Regions from separate parts of the Arachis hypogaea genome. Here region 1 is linked to region 2. A link is a contact called in public Hi-C data. All regions are on one chromosome and are shown on one strand. Each heading gives the region's core, a stretch centred on a gene start, on an enhancer-like site or on the middle of the called end of the contact. The rest is flanking DNA. Distances are from core to core; before and after follow the strand shown.

What was found. A called contact is a pair of places that touch in the nucleus more often than the background predicts.
Region 1: a Hi-C map of an unstated tissue shows a contact between it and region 2, with 4 times the contacts expected there. The contact joins the promoter of LOC112771012 here to the enhancer-like site in region 2. A contact is called at or near these places in 4 of 8 Hi-C or Micro-C datasets (leaf and an unstated tissue).

What each region holds. Positions count from the first base shown.
Region 1 is chr18:126,643,745-126,651,571 of arahy.Tifrunner.gnm2.J5K5, forward strand. LOC112771012 (mRNA-decapping enzyme-like protein) reads left to right here and starts at 3,678. Exons shown (of 15, transcript XR_011875975.1): 1 at 3,678-4,041; 2 at 4,172-4,302; 3 at 4,417-4,451; 4 at 4,668-4,776; 5 at 4,858-4,920; 6 at 5,013-5,075; 7 at 5,209-5,343; 8 at 5,637-5,801; 9 at 5,903-5,943; 10 at 6,046-6,095; 11 at 6,394-6,480; 12 at 7,009-7,106; 13 at 7,629-7,705. It overlaps LOC112772396 (a long non-coding RNA gene), which reads left to right. Exons shown (of 2, transcript XR_003187485.3): 2 at 1-450.
Region 2 is chr18:126,531,374-126,538,073 of arahy.Tifrunner.gnm2.J5K5, forward strand. No RefSeq gene overlaps it. Among protein-coding and RNA genes, the nearest start is that of LOC112772367, 8.6 kb to the left of the region's middle. Within about 2 kb of position 5,373, at least 2 of the 3 cell types and tissues checked have open chromatin away from gene starts, as enhancers often do.

The DNA of each region.
Region 1 (7,827 bases), core at 2,428-4,927, 110 kb after region 2:
ATGGAACCTTAATCCAGATTGCAACTTGCCTTGGCATATTGGGAGCTTTATTGATTGGAATCCCTGTAAAAAAATCTCTGGATGGTATGATTTAAATTTGAAATCATATTTTATACTTATTACTAGTCATACGCGATGTTAAATAGACCTTTTTTGGGCCCCTGGTGGCGGGTTTGTTTCGGGGCATCTACTTTTTCTGCTGGCATACTTGCTCTGGGAATGATCTTCTATGCAAAGAGTCCACATTGGTTATACAAGGTTGGCAGCTAATATTAGATGAAATTTTTTCTATTTTCATCGTTTTATTGTAACTTATTGCTGAATCCCATGAAATTTGTAATGTTGATAATACAAATTGTTTAAGAGTTCCTCTTATGTTGCCTTTGAATGTATGCTTGATATCAAGCTTTTTTTTGGGTCAATAAATAAAATCTTGAATATGCCTTGTTATGTTGCTGTTGTATCTGTTTACTCTCTCATTTTAGTGTTGGATTAAGTTTGTCAGTAAAAACGTTGAAGAATATATATGTCCTATGATTTGTAGTTCTCGAAATCTTCTCTTCACTTATTTGCCTGTTCTCGTTGTTCTATTTAAAATCTGACTTTTATGGGCGTGAATAGAACACTGTTCTGTTTACTCCTCTAGCCTTGTCAACGTCAGATATAAATAAAATAGTATTGATCTTCACTGGTCAGTGAGACAGAAGATCATTCATTACCTAGTGTTTGTAGCTTTTGAATGTTCCTTTTTACTTCTCTTCATTGCGTTTTCATTCTTGTATCTCTCTGGTTTCCATACTTCACATAACACCTGGTGGTTTCTCTCTATGATGATATAGCAAGGAAGAATTGCTGAAGCAGAAGCCACATTTGAGAGGCTTCTGGGTGCTTCAGAAGCAAAATTTGCTATGTCATAATTATTTAAGGTAGATAGAGGAGATGACACTAATACCATGAAGCTCTCAAAATTATCTAAATATAATATTTTGATGTGTTCTATACTTTTTGAAAAGAGACTTTATCCGGTATTACATGTAATGAATAAATTACACTCTATTTTGATTTGTGTTATTTGGACTAAACATATATCTATCTTATAATGTAACTTTTATGATTTAGATTTCCTGAATTTCTCATTTTTAGATTTATTTTGTAATTATCACCATTTTGTGATGTCATTATGCTTTAACAAAAAACTAAATCTCATAAAATAAAATAGGCTATGGTCACGGTTTTAAGGTGGAGTGACTACAGATAAGCTATGGTCACGGTTTTAAGGTGGGGTGACCACAGAGACTATGGTCACTATTTTAAGGAAGGGTGACCATAGAGGCTATAGTCACGGTTTTAAGTGGGGGTGAGTGGTGACAATAGAAGCTATACCGTGACCATAGATTAGGCTATGGTCACAGTTTAACGTGGGGTGACCATAGAGGCTATGGTCACGGTTTTACGCGTAACCATAGATTAACCTATGGTCATGGTAAAAAAACGTGGCCTAAAGTGCCAGAATTTGAATACTACAACCGTGACCATAGATAAAAAAAACCGTGACCATAGGTCTATGGCCACGGCAAAATAGGCTACGGTGGAAAAACCGTGACCATAGGTCAAAAACTGTGACCATAGACCTTTTTTTTTGTAGTGTAATCTGATTTTCCGATCAACCTGAACATTGGGATTCTTTAAATACTCAGCAATTGATTTTCTCCAATCATTATCATCCCATTCATCAGTTGCCAAGATTTCTCTTAATTCAATGGGCACAAGGATCTATTGAACCTCTGCCAGCTTTTCCAAAGTTTTAGGAAAAACCTTATATCTCGAAGCAACTTGAGCTAACTCATTTGCAACCTCATTTCGAACTCTTGGAATATGAACTAATAATACTTTTCGAAATAAAACAAATACTTCTGCAATCTTTCATTTGTACATTTAAAATTTTTCAACAATTGTTTTAAAACTAATTGAGAATCTCGTAAGATTTGGACATCTAATGCACCCTTACTGATCAATATTTTTAACCCCAATATTAAAGCCTCATATTTGGCTACATTATTCGAACATGGATATTTTAATTCAAACAAAAATTTTGATGGAACCCCTTTCGGGGATATAATCAAAATACCAACACCAACACCATCTTTATGTTTCGACCCATCAAAATATAACTTCCAAGATTCGCCATTGACAATATTTGCCCCTTGGTCATTAAGATTATTTGGTCAATCAACCAAAAAATCTGCAATGACCTGTCCTTTCACTGCCTTGGCCGGGACATACTACAAATCAAACTCTGTCAAAGCAAGCATCCATTTTCCTAATCGTCCCTGTAATATTAGGTAAGATAACATATATTTCATATAACATTTTAACTTTGTACAAGCGTAATAAAGAGAAACACACAATTTCTTGATACGAGAATATCTCGTCTCAATATCAGACAACACTCTACTTAGGTAATAAATAGCTCTCTCATGTCTCTCTTCATCGTCTTGGGCCAACATACACCCAATAGTGTTTGTCGAAGCTACAACATACAATTTTAAAAGTTCCAAAGTATGAACTGTAGCTGTTATTGGTTTCTTGGACAAATACTCCTTGATGGAAGCGAATGCTACTTGATGTTCATTCGTCCACACATATTGTGACTCATCTTTAAGTTTGACTAAAGGAGAAAAAATTTGAGTTCGACCAGATAAATTGGAAATAAGCTGTCGAAAGAAATTGACTTTTCCTTAGAAAGATTGAACTTCTTTTTTCGACATTGGAGGTGGTAATTCGAGAATTGCTTTAGCTTTATTTTGATTGACAGCAATTCCTTTCTTTTGAACCACAAATCCTAAAAAATTTTCTGCAGATACTCCAAATGCATATTTTAAAAGATTCATTTTTAAAACTTTTTAACGCATTGTCTTGAAAGCCTGACATAAATAATCAAGATGTTGATCAATCGAACTCGACTTCACCATCACATCATCGAGTGGATCTTGGGACTTAAATCCCTTTTCTGTATGATCATCATTAACTGATAATTTTTCAAAATCCAAATGTTCGAGATCATATATACAATCAAAAGAAAGATCAACTGAATCATGTGAGGAGAAACAAACTTTATCAAAATCATCAGCCAAATCGGCGGTCGAGTCAGTTACAAAGCAAACATCTCGGGATACATCTATATAGAACTGGCCAACAATACTAGACCTAGGAATGGGAATACATGCTGCAGAAAGTAAATTACTACCAGATTCGATTTTAGGAATCAAAACCGTGCTAACAATTGAATTACATATTACTGAATTTGAATCCTTATTTCACTCAACTTTCTCGAAAGAATCATCACTAGAAATTAAACAACATGCTGCGAAAAAACTACTTAAATAATTTTTTAAAGAAAGTAAATAGTTTGACACATCTTGATCATCAACCATTTTAAAACACAATCGAACTATTTAACAAAAGATCAATTACTCCCATCCTTTAGGAGTGTAATCAAGCTTTGGATGTCGAAGCTTCACATTCAGCCCCTTTGAAGTCAAAAAACAACCTTCACAGTTGTAATAATTAAGCATCCTATCGACATTAAGAGGTTTCATCTTGTCATTTATACTTTAAAATCGACACGCATTTGTTCAATATAAAGGCTTTCATCTGCCTTTACACTACAAAAAAAACTGGTTAAAATGTCATTAATATTAAGGCAGTTTCATAAAAATGCCACAATACTCATGAATTAAGGCGGTTTATGTCACCGCCATAATGTATTTGTAAGGGAAGGACATTTTTAATGATTTTGGCAGTAATAACTGTTGTTAGAAGAAAACCCAACCTAAACCTAATTGCAAATCGCAGAGGAGAGCGTGAGCAACGAGCTTCTCCTCCAGTGGCTTCTTCTCCTCTATTGATGCGAGCTTCTCCTCTATTATTGTGAGCTTCTCTGCCATTGATGCGAGCTTCTCCTCTATCGAACTTCTGCGCTCTATGTTGTGTGAGCTTCTTACCCTAGCTCGTCTTCTCCGTGTCCGTTCTCACTTTTAGGTTTGTATACAAAATTCTCATCCTCTTCTTCTTCATCTTCTTTTGATTCATGATTTGTTACTTCCTCTTGATTATTACTATTCTTTCGATTCCTTGTTTTATGTGTGTGAGAGTTGTGTTGGTGTGGCAGAATTCAAAAACGACATCGCCGCTGCTCTGCGAGCTTCTCCTCCATCAATGATTCTTCCCCTCCATCGGTGTCATGTCCATCAATGCTTCTCCTCTGATGGTACATTTGCTTCCATTGATGCGATTTGCTAGGTATTCTATTAGTTTCTATTCTTCGAGCTTCTCTTCTCCTCATCAACCTTATTTCGTTTGATTCTAGGTTTTGATTGTTCTATGCTAACTGCTACTTATTTTATTTAATTTCAGGTTTTGATTTTCTTCCTTGTTCAATTTATTTTTAGGTAAAAAATTGGGAACAATTTTTTGAATATCAAAACTAAATCAAATTATCTTAGGCTTGTTTCTTTTTCTAATTCCAATTATCCTTTCTTTGTTACTATGCGGTTTTAATGATAATGCACTTAACGATAATTTATGTGACATTAATCTATGTTCATGCTTTGAGGAACTTAGCGGCTGTTCCTTGATGTTCTCTCCGATTCCTTGTTCCGTCTCAGGATTGCACGTTAATATTTAGATAGAATATTGAAACAAAAAGACAAGTTGAAGAAACACAGTGCACCGGGAGATTCCAGAAAGGAAGCTCAAGCAGCGCTGCTCATATTGGTCTGTATTTTATTGGTTGTGCATCCACTATTCCTCTTCTCTTATGCATGTCTATTAAAATAGAATTGTGGTTTTTCACAGCTGCAATCATTCAGTACTTTATCATCGGTGGAGGTAGCAAAGCAAGAACTGCTGGAAATTCAGGTCAGATTCTAAGCCTTAGTACATAAGCAAGGATTTAACTTTTAACTTTTATGAGATACATTAATAATTTCTGGTGTTATTTTGCAAAGCAGGAAGGAAAAAGTAACCTCAAGGCTAAGGAGCCACTTCTTCAATGCATTCATGCTTACAGGGAGGTAAAATTAACTATCTATTCTTCTTAAAGTAGGAAAGAAGGGAATGAATTTGCTTTAGTTACCTTCCCATCAATTTGAATTCCTATTTTGTTTATTTAATGTCTGTTTAAAAAATTGAGTTCATGAGTTGCAGGGAGCAAGATGACTACGAGGTTGTGAGGAAGGTGGGAAGAGGGAAATACAATGAGGTCTTTGATCTGAGGGCGTTCACTCCACCGATAATGAAAAATGCATCATCAAGATCCTCAAATCCGTCAAGAAGAAAAAGGTGAATCCAATCCCTACACCAATTGCAGTTTGTATTAACTAATATGACTGCTATTTTTAATTTAAAGCAACGCTGCTGTTTTCAGTTTTAGTATACTTTTTCACTTCATTCTATCCTCATATGGCAATGAATGCTGTGCTGGGGCTTCAATGGCCAACTTTGGTCCAGTAGTTCACTTAGTTTGTTATTAAATTTCTAATTTCAAACCTGTAAGATTTTACCCTTTCCAATACTCTGGTTGTATATATAAGTTTGTACATCTTATAAGTTGTTATTTTGGTTGTGAGCTAAAGATGTCGCAGAGTCAGAGTAAGAAACTGATGCCGAATCTGGATAGGCAGAGCACCAAGGTGCTGAATCTCACTGTCCTCCAGCGCTTCAATCCCTTCATCGCCGAGATTCTTTTCACCGCCGCTCATGTCTCTTTCTACGAATTCAACATTGAAACTAATCAGTGGGTCCGTTCTCTCCCTCCCTCTCTCTCTCTCTCTCTCTCTTGACACATTTCTATAATCTCTCATCTCGTTTCTTCAATTTCTGGATGTATTCTTTTTTCCAGACTCGTAAGGACGTCGAAGGATCTCTATTTGTTGTCAAGAGGTCATCAATGAACATTGCTTCTTCCTCTTTCCATATGCTTCAGTTCATGTGCACTTTGATCCTTGACCAATTTCCCTTATTTTTTTATTTTGCATTTTTCAGGAATGTGTAGCCTCAGTTTCAGTTCATTGTCATGAATCGACAAAATACAGGTTCGGATTTGTGTTTCTTTTTTTTAATTGAATCCATTTTGTGGTGTTTTTAGTTCCAAGATTAACTGCTAAATGCTAATTAATGTTCAGTGCTGGATAGATTCAATCATTCAAATATATTTTGCATTATTGTTGCTGTAGATCGCATATTCTCTTTTTGGCAGTGCTTGATTTATTATTTCCTCATTGTTTGGAGAAATATAAATGTACTAGTGCTCTGCTCTCATTCATCTGTGTGCCTGATTTGTGCTATCAGTTTTCTGATTTGCAACTTTCTTTGTAATATTTGTTCTGACAGACAACCTAGTAGAAAATCTATTGGATTTTGAGTATGAACTTAAGAAGCCATACCTATTATATCGGAATGCGGCTCAAGAAGTTAATGGTATATGGTTTTACAATGAAGATGAATGTGAAGAAGACAGCATCTTAAATGGTTTTGCGGTCATTTTGGTAGAACTGTATCCCTGTTAGAAATTTGCAATTTAAATTAAAACATTGTTCACTATTTCTTACTTTTACCAAACTATTTTCAGCTGGCCTATATAAGTGGTTGTCATGTGACAATGGATTTAAAATTCCCATTCCAGTTAGAATATTATGAACTATAAAGGGATTTTCCTTGTCTTGTGGACTTGTAAACTTCAGAGCATCTATTCTACCTTGTAGACACTTTAGGTTGTCTGCTAAAACAATACCTAGTTTTACATTCTTCCATTTTCTTACACGCTATCTTCTACCAGTATAATAGTTAATGCATTATCTACAGCCTTTCCCCTCCCCTTTCTTTCTCTTCTTCTTCTTCTGTCTTTACTTTCCCTTTTCTTCATTTGACCCAAAATGCAAGCTGATTATTTAATTATTAACATCTGATGATAAATGCATTTTTCCTTTGTTGCTTCATATTATGCAGATCTTTCACCTCTGTCACCGGATATGGTTTAGTATGGGTATAGAAAAAGAAGCTGAGGCTAAAATACAAGGGGCAGTGAAGCTTTTAAAGTTCACTGGGTTAGTTGGTTTTATCTATTTAGCTGCACCATCTCATAGGCATGCATGCATACCCTTATCACTACAATAATGGATACATCAATAATCAATCATTAATATAACTTCATTACATGTGATTTTTTGTTATATTTATTATTTATTTTCTAATGTTACTTATTTTAGTTTGTTTAAGTCTCATATTTTAAGTAAAAGATTAAAAAAAATTATACGTGATAATAAAATTATGTAAAAAATTAACATGATGATGAGAAGGATTCATCATCCTATATGCATCAATGGATCCGTTAAATAAAATAATATTATGTGTATTTTTGGGAATGTGGAAACAACAAATAATAGCATTGCTGCAATGGCATCCACTTTATTTTCCTAGTGGCCATTTTTCTTCTATAACCAGTCACTCTCATTTAGATATTGCACCACTATAGCCATTTTTGAGAAGACATTAGATATATGTTTTAAAATATTTAGATAACTAACTAACTAACTTGCTTGGTTTTTCTGTTCCTTGTTCTTGTTCAGTTGTTCCAAATTTCCATTTTCATTGTAGTCGCAGAAACAGAAAACCAAACAATCATCAATCTTCAACCCTTTTGCAGGTAAATTCAGTTACCCTTTATTGTTTCTGAGGTTTTTTCTCTTTTTATTTTTATTTTTTTATATTTTACATGATTATTACACATCATGATGTTGTATCAAAGTTTGAAACTTTGTTCGTTTT
Region 2 (6,700 bases), core at 4,123-6,622:
ATAATGGAGTAAGGAGAATATATCCCAGGCATGCAATGGTGGCTGGCATTGGGAGGCCCCTCGGTTGGATATGGTGAGTCAGCATCTATTCACAAAAGTGTATATGTATCTATACTTTTAGTTTTAGATAGGCCGCAACTTAACTTCTTTTTATTTTTAATATGGAGAAAAGTGTGGGGTGATACAATGTTACGAAGAATAGGGATATTTTTTTTATATGTGGTGTTAGAAAATTAAAATCGAATTGATGGATTTAGGATAAAAAATTCAGACAGTCCGATTAGAGAGAATCTATAAAAAAATATTTTTTTAATAAAACTCAAAGAATCTATTTTAATTAAAAAACAAAAATCCATTTTTATTTTAAGAAAAATTTAAAAAACAAAAATTGTAAATGGAGGGTCCGTTTTCAGTTTAACAAAAAAATAAATAAAAATTGTAAACGGAAGGTCCGATTTGATTTTAAGAAAAAAAAAGAAAAACTAATCGAACAGTTCGATTTGTGGTCAACAAATTTTTTAACAAAGAACTCGGATGGTCCAATTTCTCTCTATCCTATACTTGTGTCTAACACTTATATACACTATAACCAAACACAACTCACGCATTCCTGCAATATAAAAAAAATTAGCCGCAACTTAAATGAAGTGCTCATTGTATCTTTGACTCAAGTCCGATCACGTGTCACATTTTTTGGGTAGCGTTCGTAAATAGAAAATAAAATAGATTTAGATATTTTAAATTTTAAATTTTATTTTAAAAAATAAAATGTGATTTTTTTATTATTTATTTTATAGATGAAATTAAAAAAAAATATGAAAGAAAAATTATTTAAGAGTAAGAGATTAAATTTTATTTTTTAAAATAAAAATTTAAAATTTAAAAAATTCAAATTCAAATAAAATTAGAATTTGAATTAAAATTGCAGACTTAGTATTATATTTAATAATAAAAATATTTTTCGTACGTTAAAATTAATTCTTAAAATTAGTTATTAAACTATTTATATATAAATATATAATTTAATTTATTTTTAATATATATTTATATTTTAATATATATTTTATATTAGTAACTAATTTTAATAGTTAATTTTAGTGTAGAAATAATATAGTCTATTTGATAATTAGATATTAAAATTAGAATTTTAATTTTAAATATAAAATTTTAATTTTTTAATATTTTTAGAAAAAAATATATAAAATTTAAATTTTTTAAAATAAAAATTAAAACTTTAATAATATTTATTTTAAAATTATTTTTATTCAATTTTTTAAATTTAAAATCTAATTTTATTTTTTATAAAATATTAAGACATAACTCTATTTTATATATTTTATATCAAAACAAAAAATTTTTGTCGCTCAATTATAATTTTTTTTACATAAGTAATCTTAGCAAACACGCATTCAAAATAAATGAGCAAGTAAAATTCTAGTTTACTCCTTCATCTGTTTTGCACCTCTGATTTTATTTTAATTATTTTGTTAACATGGAATTCAACATAGTAAAGTAGAGCATTAAAAGTGAACAAAACAAATAAAACATAAAAATAAAAAAAATTTAATATTATCATCAATAATAAAAGAGATTTATATTATGTTACTCTATTTTTTATAGTTCTAAAACGAGATGTTTTAGATCATTATAAAAAAATGCATTAACCATTTTTTGTATATCTTCTTTCTAGTGTGAATACCTATCCAACTCTCAAAATATTATTTTAATGTGTCTGACAGAATATAATCTTTTAAAATCAAATAATCACACACACTACACTTGTCAAGTAAAGTCACAACAAAAAAATAAGTAGTAAATATATTCAACCTTTTTTGCATAATACGGGAACATTGTTTTACTGGTTAACAACTCCTAACTTACTCAATCTTTTTTTGATATTTACTCTGCCTATTAAAATAAACCAGACAAATAATTTTACTTTTGATGGAATTAAACCTTTTCAAATAGTTATATTGAACTGATAATTTGTTACTGCCTCCGGAAGCATTTTTGACTACGACACCTGTACAAAAAAACATTAGTAGAAAAAACAGTTTCTTTATCAAACTTTCATACAACTCTGTCATTTCTATCATTTGTTAGTTTTTTTTTTTTGGTGACTCTGTCATTTGTTAGTTTAACTGGCCTTAAAGTATTATGTAACCGATTAACTAATTTTATCTTCTATTGATTTAATTCTCGCCTCCATTAAAATTTTTAAATTCACTTTATTCCATCTCAGAACCCACAGTTTCCCTATAACAGATCATTTTTGGTTTGAAAAAGAAAAGAGCATCGAGAACCAAGCTTTTAAAGAACTATTCTATAGCCAGACATGCTCCCAAAATCGAGTCCTTTTTTCGTCACCTATTTCCATAGACAAGCTAGCAATCATCTTGTCCTTCACATGTGTTCCTTAATCTATAATTGACAAATATCCTTCCATGAACCTCTTCTAGCAGGTAGTGTCTGATTATACAACATCTTATTGGGATTCAGATTATTACATGAGCATGCCATCTTCTATAACGGACAATTCTCTTTAGAAAAACGTCACCACCACTTAAACAGAAGGCATGTGTTACGAATCGCTGCATCTTCGACCTCAGTCCACTTAATTTTTTTGGAGCTTGCACCACTTTCTACCTAATCAATGTCATACCATTCTTACCATCCTCCTTACTCTATAAAAATCTTCTCTGTAGTAAAATTAACTTCTTTGCAACAATCTTCGACATCTTATACAAACTTAAGTAGTGTAATGACAAACTATTTAACACAAATTTAATAAGAACTAATTTATCCGTTTTATTGAATACTTTAGCTTTTTATAAGTAGAATTTCTTCTCTACTTTGTCTATGATCGATTTTCAAATCTTCATCAACTTTAAATTTATTCTTAAAAAAATTCTAAGATATTTAATTGAATGAGTATTCTCTTTACACTCCAGCTAGCTACATAGACTCTGCACTATGTTTGCAATTAATCAGGATCAAATTAAACTGAATTTATAAAATTAATGTTTAGTCCTGACATCACGTTAAAATATTGCAAAAGGCTCTTGTAATTCTTTATGATCACCTCTTCATATGAGTAAAATAATATAATAATTTTATTGTAGTTGTATTTTAGAATTACTAGACCGCGTTGAATCAAATGGTGGGTCCCATTTTAAATGGTCCAAATTTATAAATATCAATAAGTGACATTTAAGTTAATTTGTTATGTTAATAAATTTATTTAATTTTTTGTTTGATCCTTTTAATAACAAAAATAGATTGACTAAAAAATTAGCTATGATTTGTATATCCAAATTAAAATAAATTGAAATAAAAAATTATACTAAGAAGAAAAGACTCTGTTTAAAGCTACTAATTCAAATATAAAAATAGTCAATTATTTATATTTGTAATTAAATTAAATGTTAAAATTATAATTTCAGTAATTATTAGAAAATTTGTGTTTTAATAAAAATTAAAAATCTATTATAAAGTCAAAAATTCCATTTTGGTTTTAATTAAGTGTTAATTATAATTTTTTAATTAAAATTAAGGTATTATTTCATTTCAAATACACTTTTTTAATTATAATTTCTGAATCAAATAACCTAATGTGTTTTCTTTCCTTCATAATTAACAAACATAATTAGAAGTAAGTGAATACAAATTTTTTATAAACCGGTTTGTTTATAAAACTGACCCAACCAAGTTTAATTTACAATGATCCAATTACAATGGTATAATTAATTATTTTTGTTAGACCACTCTTTTCTTTCAGTCAATAAGAGAGTAATCATGTCCACATGATCTGTGTACCAAAGTGCATCTAAGAGAACCCAAGAACATTTATATAGACGAGAGAAATAACAAACTGAATTAACTCCCATAATCACATATAACCGAATTTTTATAAGTGTCTTAACTAACTATATAACTAATTTATCTGAAATAAAGTAGTTGTTTTTTATTTCTGATATTTTTACAGCCCCTCAAGCTAGCTCAAGGAAGCTCTAGAGAAGACTATGAGTTTGTCCCTAAACACATCAAAGTTTGCTTGTGCCAAATACTATCTTAGAATATCTGCTCAGTGTCATCAAGATAAACAAGAATATAAATAGCAGTAAATCTAACAAAAAGGAAGTTGTCATTTATAAATCCAAAAGCAAAAAAGGTTGTTGGGATAAGGCCTAGTTTAGCTTACAAGCCAAGTTAGAATTAGAGTCATGGAAACAAGGTTGTTGAATTATGAAAACATGTTCATTAAAAAAAACCATGTCTACTCTTTTTCTTTTAATGTATTTTTTTTTGTTTGAATTTTTTTTGGATAAAATATACTTTTTGTCCCTAAAATTTGGCAAAAGTTTCAAAAATACTCCTAAGTTTTATTTAGTTTTAATTTTGTCCTAAAAATTTTTGAAAAATTTTCAAAAAATTTAAGACCAATCTAACAATAATGCATGAAAATTATGCTTGATTTGCTTGTGTTAAGGGTTATTTTTATGACATTGTTGTTGAATTGGTCTTCAATTTTTTGAAAAATTATCCGTTTGAGGTATATGTGATGCAAATCGAAAACTTTTGAAACAAAATTGAAACAAAATAAAATTTAGAAGTATTTTAAAAACTTTTGTCTTTAAAATAAAAAGTATACTTTATCTTTCTTTTTTTTTTGGTGGCTAGAAGTCCAAAGAAAAATTACAACTCTTAGATAATATTGAGATTTTAGTTTAATAGTTAAATATGTTACTTTTTAATATGTTGCATCTGGATTCAAATTTTAGGGGTGGCCAAATAGTAGATAAAATCTTTAAATGCGTGTATGAGTGTGTGATGCTTAGGATTGGAAGATATCCAATCTATCGGACCAAAAAAAAAAAAAAACACAGAATAATATAACCCCTCTTATATCATCATTTAGTATCTTGGAAACGAATCCTCTCAAATTTTTATTTCACTTAAAAGGATAAAGTATAATATTTCATCATATATAGAATTAAATATCACACTTTACACTTTACTCTCTCAATTAAAGAAATTGAAAGGATCTATTCTCTTCGTACATTTGGGGGAGAATCTAAAAAATGGAAACTAAGATATGCTAATAGAATTCTTCTTCTAATTTTGAAACAAGCAGAAAAAGAGATCACTAAAATGGGCCGAATGATTTTTGTCCACTGCCAACAGTATTTATTGGACTATAGATTTATGTTGGGCCGTGAGCAGTGAATAGAATTTTTATGAACCCGTAAAAAACCTGTCCAGAAAAACATAACAGGAAAAAAACGATGAGGGAAAACGAAATAGACAAATTCATTGGACCAAAAATATGGTGTCACATAAGTTAGGTAAAACAATTTGACCGTAAAGATCATGACCAAAAAAAAAAAAAAATTGACCGTAAAGATGTGCAATATCATGCAATATATATATATATATGCTAGTTCCAAGGTTAGAACCCATAATAAAATCATTACCAAAAAAATAAATAAATAATAAAATTATTATCTTGATAAATTGTGGGGTGCTATAGAAATGGTGCTTTTCTTTGCTTTCTAGAGAAAAAAAAAAAGCAGCTTTCTTAAATACAAAGAAAAAAAAATATTTTTTACATATTCTTATAAATTTTATAAAATAAAAAGTTTCTTCAACTTTTTCTTAAAGACTAAACAGAGTAACTCTTTATTAAAATAAACTTTTATCTTTTTTCACTCTAAATAAACAAAATATCAAATTGTAAAAGCATCTTTTGAATAATGAGAATCAAACCACCCAAAGTCATATAAAGAAAATAATAGAACAAGATCAACGAAGTTTGTGTACTAATAACAAAGTTATTTGGATAGTTATTAGAATTAAATCGGTAATTGACTTAATTAGAGTACTAATATTGGATTACTAGTTTAATTGCTGAGTTATTAGTTGAATCATTTACTTGGATATAATTATATTATTTTATTTTTTTTATAATAAGTATTTTTTTAATTTTATTTTTGTATTAACTTAACTTTTATTTTTTAATTTTAATAATTTATTAATTAATTTATGTCTATTATATGCTTCAAATATTTATTAAAAAATATAATATAATTATAAAAAATATATTCTGATTAATAAAAATATTTTTGTCCTCTTTCTTAATTTATAAATATTTCATAAAATTTAATGTTTGTTTCAAAAATTATATATAATCAAAATATTATTAATTTGAGAAAAGGTGAGTCGAAAACTAAAATCAACATTAAAATGAACAAGTATAAACAATTTTATCAAAGATATTATATCATGTATATTAATTAGCACATAATAACACAACAAATAAGTTAGTCTAATAGTTCAAGTAATTTATGTTGGAATAAATAATTTTATTAACCCAGATCATTCATATTAAATCACAAAAAATATATTATAATACGAAAGGGTACCTTTACTCAGAAAAGTCAAAAATTGATGGAAGGATTTGGATTTTGTGGTTCTTTCGATCTTCCTCAACTAAAGCCTTCTGTATTCCTGAGTGGCTGAATTGCAACTCTTCTGATGGAGAAAGAGCACAAAGGCGACTTTGGTATGTTGGAGACCGAAACCCTGAAGGCACTATTTATATTTGAGCATGACACCCATTAAATCCTAAAACCCAAATAAAATAGTATCTAAAGTCCAAAAGATAATATATCCAAAATCCAAAAGATAATTATCTAAGGAA